Regions from separate parts of the Sus scrofa genome. Here regions 1 and 2 are each linked to region 3. The links are chromatin contacts, called in public Hi-C and HiChIP or PLAC-seq maps. All regions are on one chromosome and are shown on one strand. Each heading gives the region's core, a stretch centred on a gene start, on an enhancer-like site or on the middle of the called end of the contact. The rest is flanking DNA. Distances are from core to core; before and after follow the strand shown.

Region 1 (4,025 bases), core at 1,511-4,010, 100 kb after region 3:
GTATGCTAATTTCTAATTAGGACTGCAGAATGATAAAACCGATAGAGTCCTAACAGTATCTGCAAATGGTGCAGCCTTCTTTTCAAGGGACTCTCTAAAAAGGGTATGGTGGTCAGGTCAAAGGAAGAACTTTATCTAGTTAATGCATCGCAGGTGCAGGTGGGGGAGGCAAGTTCCCACTTGCATCTGTAATTCCAAAGGGGAGCTGCGTGATTCTCATAAGCTCTGCTTTCCTGGGATAAAACTTTAGGAGTTAAGGAATCAATGAAATTCGAGGTCTGGAGGTGACCTAAAGGGGGCATTCCTTGACTGGAGCTCAGCAGCATTCCAAGGACAGCTCCTGGCCCTGAACAGTTAATGCACTGGGGAGTTCTTCCTACGGATGCAATGAACTCATTTGTCTTCATATTTTGAGCATGAATCTACATTCTTTTCTCTTTTGCTGGTGAAATGAACCAACTGTCGTAGATTTTAAAAAACATATGTATAGTTTATAGAACATGGAATTCCCATGGTGGCTCAGTGGTAACAAACCTGAATAGTGTCCATGAGGATGTGGGTTTGCTCCCCAGCCCTGCTCAGTGGGTTAAGGATTCAGCATTGCCGTGAGTTGTGGTGTAGATGCGGCCTGGGACCTAGCGTTGCTGTGGCTGTGGTGTAGGCCAGCAGCTGCAGCTCCGATTCTACAAAAAAAAAAAAAAAAAAAAAAAAAAAAAAAAAAAAAAAAAAAAAAAAAAAGAAAAGAAAAGAAAGAAAGAAAGAAAAAAAGAACATACAGAGATTTTAAACATACATACCTATATAAAGTAACATGTTTATGGAGCCATACAAACAGCACAGACAGGCCTTCCTGTTGTGGCTCAGCAGAAAAAAACCCAACTAGTATCCATGAGGACGCAAGTTTGATCCCTGGCCTTACTCGGTGGGTTAAGGATCCAGTGCTGCTCTGACCTGTGGTATAGGTCACATATGCGACTCAGATCTGGCATTGGTGTGGCTGTGGTGTAGGCCAGAAGCTGCAGCTCCGATTCGATCCTTAGCCTGGGACCTTTGATATGCTACAGATGCGGCCCTAAAAAAGGCTAAAATAAAAGAAAACAGCACAGATAGTAAAAAGTGTTAAGCAAAACAATAACTACTGGTATTTATGATCCTAAATTTTAACACCAGGTATCTGCACATGTCTATATAAAGATATTTCTATAAATACATAGGGTTTGGAGGATAATACATGCTGGTAACTATAAATCTTTGGAGAGGAGAATAAATTTGGAGAAGGGGAATTTCCACTGTTTATACACTTATTTCTACACTTATACATTGCCTAATAGCTCTAATAAAATATGTTAATGTTTTACTTATACAATTTAGTGAATATTTTAACAGATTTATTGAGGTATGATTTACATACAGTAAACTGCACATATTTAAATTTCATAGCTTTCAACATATATATTCGTGCAACCATCACCACAATCAAGATAATATATTGGTCACCTTGAAAGTTTCCTTATGCCCCTTTCTAATCACTCTTTCCTCTCCTGGTCTCCTCATCCATTCCCAGACAACCACTGCTGTGCTTTCTGTCAGTGTAGATTATTTTAAAATTTCTAGAATATTGTATAAACAGATTCTTTTTTCTGACCTCCCCCCTTTCACTTGGCATAATTAAGATTTATCCAGATATAATTATTTTAAGATTTATCCATTTGTAGCTGTAGCAATATATTTCTTTTGGCTGGGTAGTTAATTTTCAAAAGTAAAATCTGCTAAGAGGAGGAAAGAGAAGCTTAGATAATACATACACCTCAAACATACAGAAATGTTGCCATTCATTTAAAAAGGTTACTTGGGAGTTCCTGTCGTGGCGCAGTGGTTAACGAATCCGACTAGGAACCATGAGGCTGGGGGTTCGATCCTGCCCTTGCTCAGTGGGTTAAGGATCTGGCATTGCCGTGAGCTGTGGTGTAGGTTGCAGACGCGGTTTGGATCCCGCGTGGCTGTGGCTCTGGCATAGGCCGGTGGCTACAGCTCCGATTCAACCCCTAGCCTGGGAACCTCCATATGCCGCGGGAGCAGCCCTAGAAAAGGCAAAAAGACAAAATAATAATAATAATAAAAAAATAAATAAAAGGGTCACTTAAATTTTTAAAATAGGAGTTCCCATCGTCCTGGCTCAGTGGCAACAAGTCTTACTCGTATGCACGCGGACTCAGGCTGGATCCTGGCCTTACTCCGTGGGTCAGCGATTCAGCGCTGCTGTGAGCTGTGGTGTAGGTAGCAGATGCGGCTCGAATCCGACACGGCTGTGGTGCAGGCCGGCAGCTGCAGCTCCAATTGGACCCCTAGCCCGGGAACCTCCATATGCCACAGTGAGGCCCTAAAAAGACACACACACACAATTGTAAATATGTTTAAAAAGAGTGTTGCCTTACCTCACAGTTCTGTGTCCGGTCGCAAGCTCCCGTTTGTGTAAAACGTCTAAAAATCTGACCAGAGGAGATTTTTTTTTAGTGTACTATTTTTCGATGATAAAAGCAACAAGTACCCATTGAGACGTGTTAAAGAAAAGGCCGCGGGTGTAAAACGGAGCAATCTCTCACAAGCCACAGCTCAGGGGACGGTGCTGCGACTCTGGACTGGCGGCAGCTGCTCGGATCTCCCACGCCCGACTCGGTCCCCAGCCACATCATGCTGCCTGTAGGGGCAGCATCCGGCCGCGAGGTGGCGGTGCGGAACTGAGTTTCCGAGCCCCGCGAGAGGAAAGCAGCAGCCTCGCGCGGGAGCACGTGACCCGGCTCTCGGGTTTGGGCGCCTGGGTCACGTGATGGGGCCCGGAAGCGGCTGCCAGGGCAGCCGGCGGTGGAGATGGCAAGGGTTCCACGCTGAGGCAGGGACAGGTGGGCTGCTGGGCTGAAGCAGGAGCCAGAGCTCAAGTCGGAACCCCGAGCGGTGAGTCCGTGCACGGACGGGCTGGGGCTGGCGGCGGGTCAGCGCCTTTGCTGAACCCATGTCCCCTTCCTCCCCGCGCCGCAGAGGCTTCGGGTTAGACACTGACTGGCCGACTGGCCTGGGCTGCGGGTCCGAGTCTCCTCGGCTCCCCGACCGCAGCTGCGGTGTGGTGCATACCCCTCCGGGAGAAGGGGAGCTGGAGAATCCCTTGTCCTTCGCGCTCTTCTCCCATGACCTCCCTGACCTGTTTGACAGGTGTGGAAACAGATGGGAAAGATTACCAAACGACCACAGGGCTTCTGCGGAGGTTCCTGGAGGGGTCAGGAGGTCGCGGTCAAGTGACCTGCCCGCTGTGGGAGTCCTGCTTGGAACTTGCTAGTAGCGGGTCTTTGAGTCGTAGAGTAAGGAACCGCAAGGACTCTGGGAAATTATCTTTTACAGCCCCCATCTAGGGCTCTTGCGGAGATTGAGGTCTAAGGAGTGGCGGTTGCCTACGGTCATGCAGTGAGTTAGTTGCAGACGTGCGACGAGAAACTAAGTCTCCCTGAGCTCTAGCGGCTCTTTGCTTTTCACTACCCTGCCTCCTGCGAAAAACTTAATAGGTGAGAAGTCACCGTACCCTTTTGTGTCCCCTTCTCTTTCATTCCACTCCCCTTTTGTAGCTCTTCGTTCTCTCTCGCTGGGATCCGGCTCTGGGTGTGGTTCCCTGTTTTCAGTATTCAGGATTTTTCTGCAGACTCATCATTCAGTAGGTTCTGTTTCTAACCGTCACGCAATTTTGTGTAAACCATCCCAAAACGTGAAATAAGAGGCGGAGTATGCTCCTGGGAGGGGTAGGTGGCTCCCAGCTCTGGTTGTGAAGAGCTCTGGCATTAAAGACTGTCAAGACCTTTGCTTTATTTGTAATGTAGCTTGTCAGATTCGAAGAATGCTGGTTATTCGGATGGATGTTTTGCAGTTATTTGAGGCTTGCTGAAAGTAGATAGTGTGAGGTAATGGAAAGAACCGAGATTGAAGAATCAGGAAATTTTCTTCTAGTTCTGACCGTTGGCTTTGCAACCTTGAGTGACTCC
Region 2 (4,058 bases), core at 1,285-3,784, 120 kb before region 3:
ATAGACTTGTTCCTCTTCCTTTGAGCTCTTTAAAATATGATGGTTAGAAGCAAAAATTATAACATTTTTTGATGGGGCATTCAATGTATGTAGATGTAATACCTAAGCTAAGTACAAAAAAAAGGGGAGAGGAGAGACCCACATCATGGTAAGGTTTGTACATCATGTTTGAAGTGGTAAAATATTAATTCTAAGTAGGCTGCTATGCATATTGTAATTCTCAGATCAATAACTGATACGTACATATAAATACACACATATACACACACAAAGAGATACAGTAAAAGAGACTAGGTAAATTAAGGAATACTAAAAAATGTTGAAATATTCCACAAAAAAGCAGGGAAGAGAAAATAGAGGATGAAAAAACAGAACAAATGGAAATAAGTATGAAAACAACAGATCTAAATTCAACCATATCAATAACATTAAATTGTCTAAACAGTCCAAATAAAAGAAAGGGATGTAAAAAGAAAACCCCAGGGTTCCCATCGTGGCTCAGCAGAAATGAATCTGACTAGGAACCATGAGGTTGCGGGTTTGATCCCTGACCTCACTTAGTGGGTTAAGGATCAGGTGTTGCCATGAGTTGTAGTGTAGGTCACAGAAGCAGCTCAGATCTGGCATTGCTGTGGCTCTGACATAGGCCAGCAGCTGTAGCTCCGATTAGATCCCTAGCCTGGGAACTTCCATATGCCACGGGTGCAGCCCTAAAAAGATGAAAAACAAGCAAACAAACCCAACTATGTCCTATTTATAAGGTACCCACTTTAAATATATCATTAGTAGGTTAGAAGTAAAAGAGTAGAAAAGCAACATTCAAGAATAAGGAAGATTTTCAGGGATGAAGTACATTACATCATGATAAAGGGGTCCGTCCTGTCTCCAGGAAGACATAAGAATATTAAATATTTATATACCTGCAATCGGTCTTCAAATTATATGAAGCAAAGACAGAACTGAAAGGAGAAACAGACAAATGCATAATTACAGGTGAAGATTTCAACATTCCTCATAAACAAGGCTTTACGAATTATAAAAAGAATGAGATATAAACTGTTATCTGACCATAATGGAACCAACCTGGACATAGTTGAACACTCCTCAGATAGAAAAGGTAGACACTCAGAATAGAGAACTGAACGACACCATCAACAACTTGATTTGATTCATTTCTAAAATCAGAATATATATTCTTTTCAAGTGCACATGAAACATTCACAAGATAGATCATACCCTGAATCACAAACAAGCCTTTACAAATTCTAAAAGGAATGAAATATAAACTATGTTCCTCGACCACAATGGAACCAAACTGGAAATCAGTAACAAAAAGGAACTGGAAAAGCTCCAAACCTTAGAAGGAAATGCACTTTTATTATTTATTTATTTGTCTTTTTACCTTTTCTAGGGCCGCTCTCACGGCATATGGAGGTTCCCAGTCTAGGGGTCGAATCAGGGCTGTAGCCACCGGCCTACACCAGAGCCACAGCAACATGGGATCTGAGCCACATCTGTGACCTACACCACAGCTCTCGGCAACGCTGGATCCTTAACCCACTGAGCAAGGCCAGGGATCGAACCTGCAGCCTCATGGTTCCTATTCAGATTCATTAACCACTGAACCATGATGGGAACTTGTGAAATGCACTTTTAAATACCCAAGAGCCAAAGAAGACGTCTCAAGGGAAATCAGATATTTTAAACTAGACAAAAATAAAAACATAAAATATCAACTTTGTAGTTGATAATGCAGTACCTAAGGGAAAATTTATAGCACTAAGTGTTAGGTCTCAAATCAATAAGATTCTACTTTAAGAAAGGGAGAAAAGAGCTAACTAAATATAAAGCAAGCATAAGGAAGGAAATAAAAAGAACAGAGACCAATGAGATTGGAAACAGAGAAATGGGGAAAAATCAGTGAAAATAAAAACTGGTTCTTCGAAAGGATTAATAAAATTGATCAACTTTAAGCAAGACTGACAAAAAAGAGAATGCAGATTACCAGTTACAGAAACTAAAGAGGGGCTATCCTTATAGACAGAAATGACATTTAACACAATAGTCAGGGCCCACTATGAACAATTCTACGCACATAAACTTGACAGCTTAGATAAAAAGAACCAATTCCGGAAGCACTACCAACTACAAAAACTCATCCAAGGAAAAATACACAACCAGGACGTTCCTTTAACTATTAAAGACGTGACATATGTACGTCGATGCTTTCTGGAAAAGCAATGTCAAAGCACATCTTTCCTTGTGTTTATTTGCTGCCAGTAAATCCTCTTTGGTCGAATGTCTGCTCAAATCTTTAGGTTTCACGGACACATTCTAGCAAATATTTAAAAGTGATATAGTACCAAGTTCCCTTGTGGCATAGTGGTTGTCACTGCAGTGGTTCAGGTCACTGCTGTGGTGTGGGTTGGATCCCAGGAATTTCCACACACTGTGGATGTGGCCCATATATATAGTGTCGGCTCTATACAATCTCTTCCAGAGAAAGAAGAGGAAGTGACATTTCCCAACTCATTCTATGAGGCAAGCTTTCCTCTGACGCTAAAACGAAACAGCACAAAAAAGGGAACTACAGACCAGCTCTTATGAACACAGTAACATCTTCAAGAAAACATTAGCAAATCAAATTCAGTAATATACAAAAAGACCGCATGGGTAGTTTTTTTTTGGGGGGGGGGTTGGCCAGGAATATAAGGCTAGTTCAAAATCTGAAACTCAATGCAATCTACCATATTAATCTGAAGAAGAAAAAAATCATATGATTATATGGATCATAGATCTAAATGAAAACTTAAAACCATGGAACTTTTGGAAGAAAACCTAGATCTTCATTACCAGGAGTTCAGCAAAGAGTTCTTAGACAAGACACCAAAAGCATAACTAATAAAAGAAAAAATAACTTGGAATTTATCAAAGTTAAAAGCTTTGCTTTGTGAAGGCTATTAAGAGAATAATAATTTTAAAAAGCCACCCACACAGACTAGGAGAAAATACTTGCAATTACAAAGGATTTATATCTAAAATATATGAAGGTCTCTTGGACTTCCTGCCAGGGCGCAGTGGGTTAAAAACCTGACTGCAGTGGCTGGCTCAGGTCACTGGGGAGGGGTTCCAGCCCCAGCCAGGAACATCAGGTTAAAGAATCTGGCATTGACCCACTTGTGCCTCAGATTCAACTCCTGGCCTGGGAACTTCCATATGCCCTGGCTGTGGCCATAAAAAGACCTAAATAAATAAATAAATATGTTTATATAAATATATATTTGTGTACATATAAACTCAACAGTCAAAACAAACAAGCTAATTATAATGAGCAAAAGATTTGAAGAGATGTTTGACCAAAGAGGACATACAGACAGAAAATAAACACAAGAGACACAATTAGATTATTGAAATGCAGGATTCCCTTCTGGTGCAGCTGGTTAAGGATCAGTGTTGTCACCGCAGTAGCCCACGTCACTGCTATAGTGCCGGTTCGCTCCCTGGCCCAGGAACTTCCTCATGCCACAGGTGCAGCCAAAGGCGGAAAAAAAAAAAAAAAAAAAAAAAAAAAAACCCAAACAAAAACAAAATCCCAAAGATTATTGAAATGAAAATTACACCTACAATGAGATATCACTAATTATCATTAGATATCATATTAGAATGAAAATAAAAATTATTGACAAGTGTTGGTGAGACGGAACAGTGGAACTTGCCTATCACTGATAAGAATGTAAAATGATGGCCCCTAAGGAAAGCAGTTTGGTCATTTCTTTTGTTTTTGTTTTTTGGCCAAACTGAGGCATGAGGAAGTTCCTGGGCCAGGAATCGAACCACAGCTGCAGCACAGCTGCAGCAAGGCTGAGTCCTTAACCTGCTGTACCCCAAGGGAACTTCCTAGTCATTTCTTCTAAAGCTGAACTTACATTTATCATATGACCGTTTCACTCCTAGGTATTTACCCAAAATTTATGAACACACAGCAACGGGAACACAAATGTTCAGAAGAGCTCTTTTCATAATTGCCTGAGGCTAGAAATGACCTGAATGTCCTGGGA
Region 3 (4,236 bases), core at 1,537-4,036:
GAGGGAGACCGCTTTGCCGCGGCTCTGAACCAATCAGTGGAAGTCCTTTGGGTCTTCTAATGAAACAAACAAGTGCAGTGTGGAAATGGCGACCCGGCCCTCTGGCTAGGTGGCCTGTGGACCACTGCACAGGCTGTGAGTGTCCCATTTCCCTGCAGGTGCTCTGCAGACTACAGGATCTGCGTATGGAGCTTGTCTTCATGAACTACCTTCTGGAAATCCAGCAGGTAGAAAGTAATACACAAAAAAAGATCAGGACTTAAGATTTGGGGCAGATTTCCCTCCACTCCTGCATGCCTCGCTTAGACTGCTCAAGGAAGATGATGACTAAAAATAAGCAAGAAAGGGCTTTTTACAATGCTCTCTTAAGAAGTTCCCTGGTGCCCTAGTGGTTAAGGATCTGGTGTTGTCATTACTGTGGCATGTGTTTGATCCCTGGCCTGGGAACCTCTGTACATTGTGGGCATGCCCCGCCTCCTGAAAAAAAGTTCTTTTATAACCAAGGCTGAAACAAGCCTGGGTCACTTCCCCAAACCACAGAAAGTATAATGAGAAATAAATGTCCTTACCCCCCCAAACCACCAAACTATAGCTCTGCCTACAATATCTCATTTATTTAGATGTCTTTCCCCAATTTTAGTAATTTTTGGGAGAAGGGAGGGACAGTCACTGCCAAAAAGGCTGAAGTGGTGTATTGGGTTGACAGGCCCCTGGCTGCCAGCCAAGGTCAGACATGAGAAAAAGCACAGGAATGTCAAGTCACCAGGACTGAGTCAAAGAAGGGCCAGGTTCAGTGTTGAGAGACCCAAGTTCTACTTAAAACCCACCTATGATAAGTCATGCTCAGTACTCCAGAGCAGTTAGTGTCTCCCTGCCTTTATGGCACTGACTTAGTTGATTACATGTCATTCTTCCCCAGTGGACAGCAGACTAGTTTGAGGGCAGAGATTTTTTTTTAGGGCTGCACCTGTAGTATATGGAAGTTGTTCCCAGGCTAGGGGTCAAATCGGAGCTGCAGTTGCCAGCCTACCGCATAGCCACAGCCACACCACATCCGAGCCGCATACACGATCTACACTGTAGCTCACAGCAATGTAATGCCGAATCCTTAACCCACTGAGCGAGGCCAGGGATTGAACCTACATCCTCAAGGACACTAGTCGGGTTCTTAACCCACTGAACCACAATGGGAACTCTGAGGGCAGAGATTCTTTTCTCATGCATTAGCGTATCCCTTTTAGAGTAATGCATCAGTTAGCTTTTGCTGCATAAAAACTTCCACGTTATGGCTTAAAACTAAAAGCAGTAATTATTTTTCATAATTCTGTGGATCGTCCAAACAATAATGAAGGTCTGGGCCAGACTGACTGGGGCTGTATGTAGCCTGAGATACTTCACTCACGTGTCTGGAAGTTGGCAGGCTAGTTGTTCTAGGAGTTGGGGCTCAACTGGAATGATTCATGTCTGCTCCATAGGGTCTCTCATCCTCCAACAGGCTTCTTCCCCTGGTGCTCTTGGCTCCACAGAGCATCCAGATGAAAATTCTGATGCATAAGCCATCACCAAACCTCTGCTGGCATCACATTTACTAATGTTCTATTGACCAAAGCAAGTTACAAGGCCAAGACAAGGTTCGAAGAGAAGAGATACACATGTCACCTCTTGATGGGAGGAGCTGCAAAGTCACTTTGTCAGGAGGAATCTGTAATCTACTACAAGAATCTTGAACCATGTTTGGTGCATGGTGGGTAAGCAAGAATGCTTGTTGCAAGAATCAAGAGGTAAATAATGAAATCATGTCATTGTCCATCCTGCTCCCAACCCCCCTGCCATTGGCAAATCCACTTCTGTGATGCCTATCCTTTGTTGAGATCTTTGAACTGGGCCAAAACTTTATCCAGTGGTTTGGAAAGTTTGTTGCCCTTGACTTAAAAATGATGGCTTGGAGTTCCTGTTGTGGCGCAGTGGTTAACGAATCCGACTAGGAACCATGGGGTTGAGGGTTCGATCCCTTGCTCAGTGGGTTAAGAATCCGACGTTTCTGTGAGCTGTGGTGTAGGTCGCAGGCACGGCTCGGATCCCGAGTTGCTGTGGCTCTGGTGTAGGCCGGTGGCTGCAGCTCTGATTCAACCCCTAGCCTGGGAACCTCCATATGTGGTAGGAGCAGCCCAAGAAATGACAAAAAGACACACACACACACACACACACACACACACACACACACACACACACACACAAAATGATGGCTCCTTTCTGAGAGTTGCAACTCACACTGGATCTCTGCATCCTATCCATCTTGATGCTGGAGCTATCTATGCACACCTTTCTGGGTTATGGATTATGTCCCCACTCCTAATCTTTGCTGCTCTTTAAACAGATCTAGAGAAAAGAAAACCCTTTGTCTACCAAATCACCAACAGCCTTAGCTGGCTGCACCTCCTTCTGTCAGTTGCTGCCTCTTGGATGCCCCCTGGTGGCTTCCTCTTGCATAGCCCCACTCAAGGTGTGAACATGAATTGCCGAAACGTTGGATCAACTCAAAAGCCTTCATTGGAAGAGCTCTCAGTGTAGTGGAAAGCCAGAGATGGAAAGGAAATAAATAACAACAACAAAAAAAATTTAAAAATTACCGTATAGACCTTGTAGCTGGTGAGTCCGTGCTTGTTTCACTGTGATGTGGCCCAGAGAGAGGTAAAACGGCAAAATATAGATGATGTATATAAAAGAGATTTCTATCATCAAAAGTCAGGTGCCGGTACATAAGAAGAAGTGCTTTTTTTTACTGAATAAAAAGGGTGGAGTTGGAAAAGGTGAGAGAGTCTCGGGACTGGATCAGCTCATCCAGGGCCTGGTAGGTCCCCATCACAAAGCCCAAGAAGCCCAGGATGCTGATCAGGGCATCCTTGATGATGGTGAGGGGGCTCATGCCCTCCGAGTAGTAGGTGGCGATCTCCAGGAGGGGCGGGATGATGAGGGCCAGGGCGCTGCTGCTCACGGAGCCCACCAGGGAGAGGACCAGGTCCAGGCGGGGGACGAGGATGGCCAAGACGCCTGCAGGAGGTGATACAGGGTAGATGGATTTCCTCAGGCTTAGCCAGAGTTTTAAAGTTTGTTTTAAAAATCCTTTTTCTTAGAACATATACCAGCTGTTTCTCATAATTCAGTTGTATATAGAAAAACTGAAATTCCTGTAATACCCCCAATCACATTCACTAGAGGTTACACAGTAACATTTCAATCATTTTTCAAATATACACATGCATATTGTTGGGAAGAAAAACGTTCCTTCTACCCATTTAGGTTCTGTGATTAGAGACCTGTGAATTTAACTGACAATAGACAGATTAACAGGAGGAAAGAGAAAGTTTATTTAGGGCTGGGGAACCTTCATACGAATTGGCTCCCCAGACAAAGACAGGGGTTCGTTCATATACCCACTTCAAAAGGGGAACTAGATGGGGAAGAAATAGCGTCCATGCAAGAACAAGTCGAAGGTGTGACATTCCCTGATAATGTAAGTAATTACTCAGTCTGTGATGACGCTGAGTCTCCTGACTGAAAATCTCCCAGAAAGGGGGTTTCTGGTGCTTGTATTTTTCAGAAGCTCCTGCTTAATCTAGCAAAGGAAGTTTAGATAAAGTTCTCCACAACCCCAGCTGCTTGTTCTAATGCTTTTAGCTTCAGATGATTTTCATGCCACAGAGGTACATTTTGAATCTCTACATGTTCAATGATTAAGCTCTTATTTAACAAACAACACTAAATAGCAGTGCTGGGAACTGCCATAACTGTTTGGAATATATCAGTGTACACAACAGACAGCCCCCCCCCCCCCATCTTCATGGAACTAACATTTTAATAATTAACGTGACGACAAATACCTCTTACTCGCAAACAATTAGACTGTGAAATTATTTATAGGAGAAACGGGTCTTCGGGGGGACCAAGATCACAGGGTCTCTTTAAAGGAGTGTCTTCTCCAGGTTTTACGTATATGTCAGAAAACGTCTAACTACAAAACATAAAGCTCAAGATTTTAAACTTCGATGTATACATACATTTTTTTTGGTAGGATGTTTTACAGGCTTGGGCTTTTGCATTTTTTTGTTTACTTGATGGACAATTTTCCTGGTTACAAAGAAAGCGCCAGAGGACTCCCCCAGTCCTCCCGTGATGGAGTGTGGTACAACAGGACAAAACAAGGCTTCTCCTTGTGTGGCCCTGGGTGAGTCTCTA

The links. A called contact is a pair of places that touch in the nucleus more often than the background predicts. HiChIP or PLAC-seq counts read pairs in DNA pulled down with a chosen protein or histone mark.
Region 1: a Hi-C map of epiblast stem cells shows a contact between it and region 3, with 2.0 times the contacts expected there. The contact joins the promoter of SLC36A1 here to the promoter of SLC36A3 in region 3. A contact is called at or near these places in 2 of 47 Hi-C or Micro-C datasets (embryonic fibroblasts and epiblast stem cells).
Region 2: an H3K27ac HiChIP or PLAC-seq map of alveolar macrophages shows a contact between it and region 3. The contact joins the enhancer-like site here to the promoter of SLC36A3 in region 3. A contact is called at or near these places in 7 of 47 Hi-C or Micro-C datasets (embryonic fibroblasts, epiblast stem cells, retroperitoneal adipose tissue and 2 more) and 2 of 2 datasets of contacts at active chromatin or transcription factors (alveolar macrophages and skeletal muscle).

What each region holds. Positions count from the first base shown.
Region 1 is chr16:71,588,267-71,592,291 of Sscrofa11.1, reverse strand. It overlaps SLC36A1 (proton-coupled amino acid transporter 1), which reads left to right and starts at 2,760. Exons shown (of 11, transcript XM_003134140.5): 1 at 2,760-2,952. It overlaps LOC106506564 (a long non-coding RNA gene), which reads right to left. Exons shown (of 3, transcript XR_002339800.1): 1 at 3,572-4,025; 2 at 2,436-2,489; 3 at 652-683. LOC110257327 (a long non-coding RNA gene) reads right to left here and starts at 592. Exons shown (of 5, transcript XR_002339802.1): 1 at 535-592.
Region 2 is chr16:71,807,102-71,811,159 of Sscrofa11.1, reverse strand. All of the region lies in intron 6 of CCDC69 (coiled-coil domain-containing protein 69), which reads right to left. Among named protein-coding and RNA genes, the nearest start is that of CCDC69, 31 kb to the right of the region's middle. Within about 2 kb of position 2,534, at least 8 of the 83 cell types and tissues checked have an H3K27ac peak or open chromatin away from gene starts, as enhancers often do. A contact at or near this core is called in alveolar macrophages and retroperitoneal adipose tissue, where this site is marked.
Region 3 is chr16:71,687,761-71,691,996 of Sscrofa11.1, reverse strand. It overlaps SLC36A3 (proton-coupled amino acid transporter 3), which reads right to left and starts at 2,786. Exons shown (of 10, transcript XM_021077076.1): 1 at 2,631-2,786. The coding sequence starts at 2,761. SLC36A2 (proton-coupled amino acid transporter 2) reads right to left here. Exons shown (of 11, transcript XM_021077078.1): 11 at 2,533-3,051. The coding sequence ends at 2,780.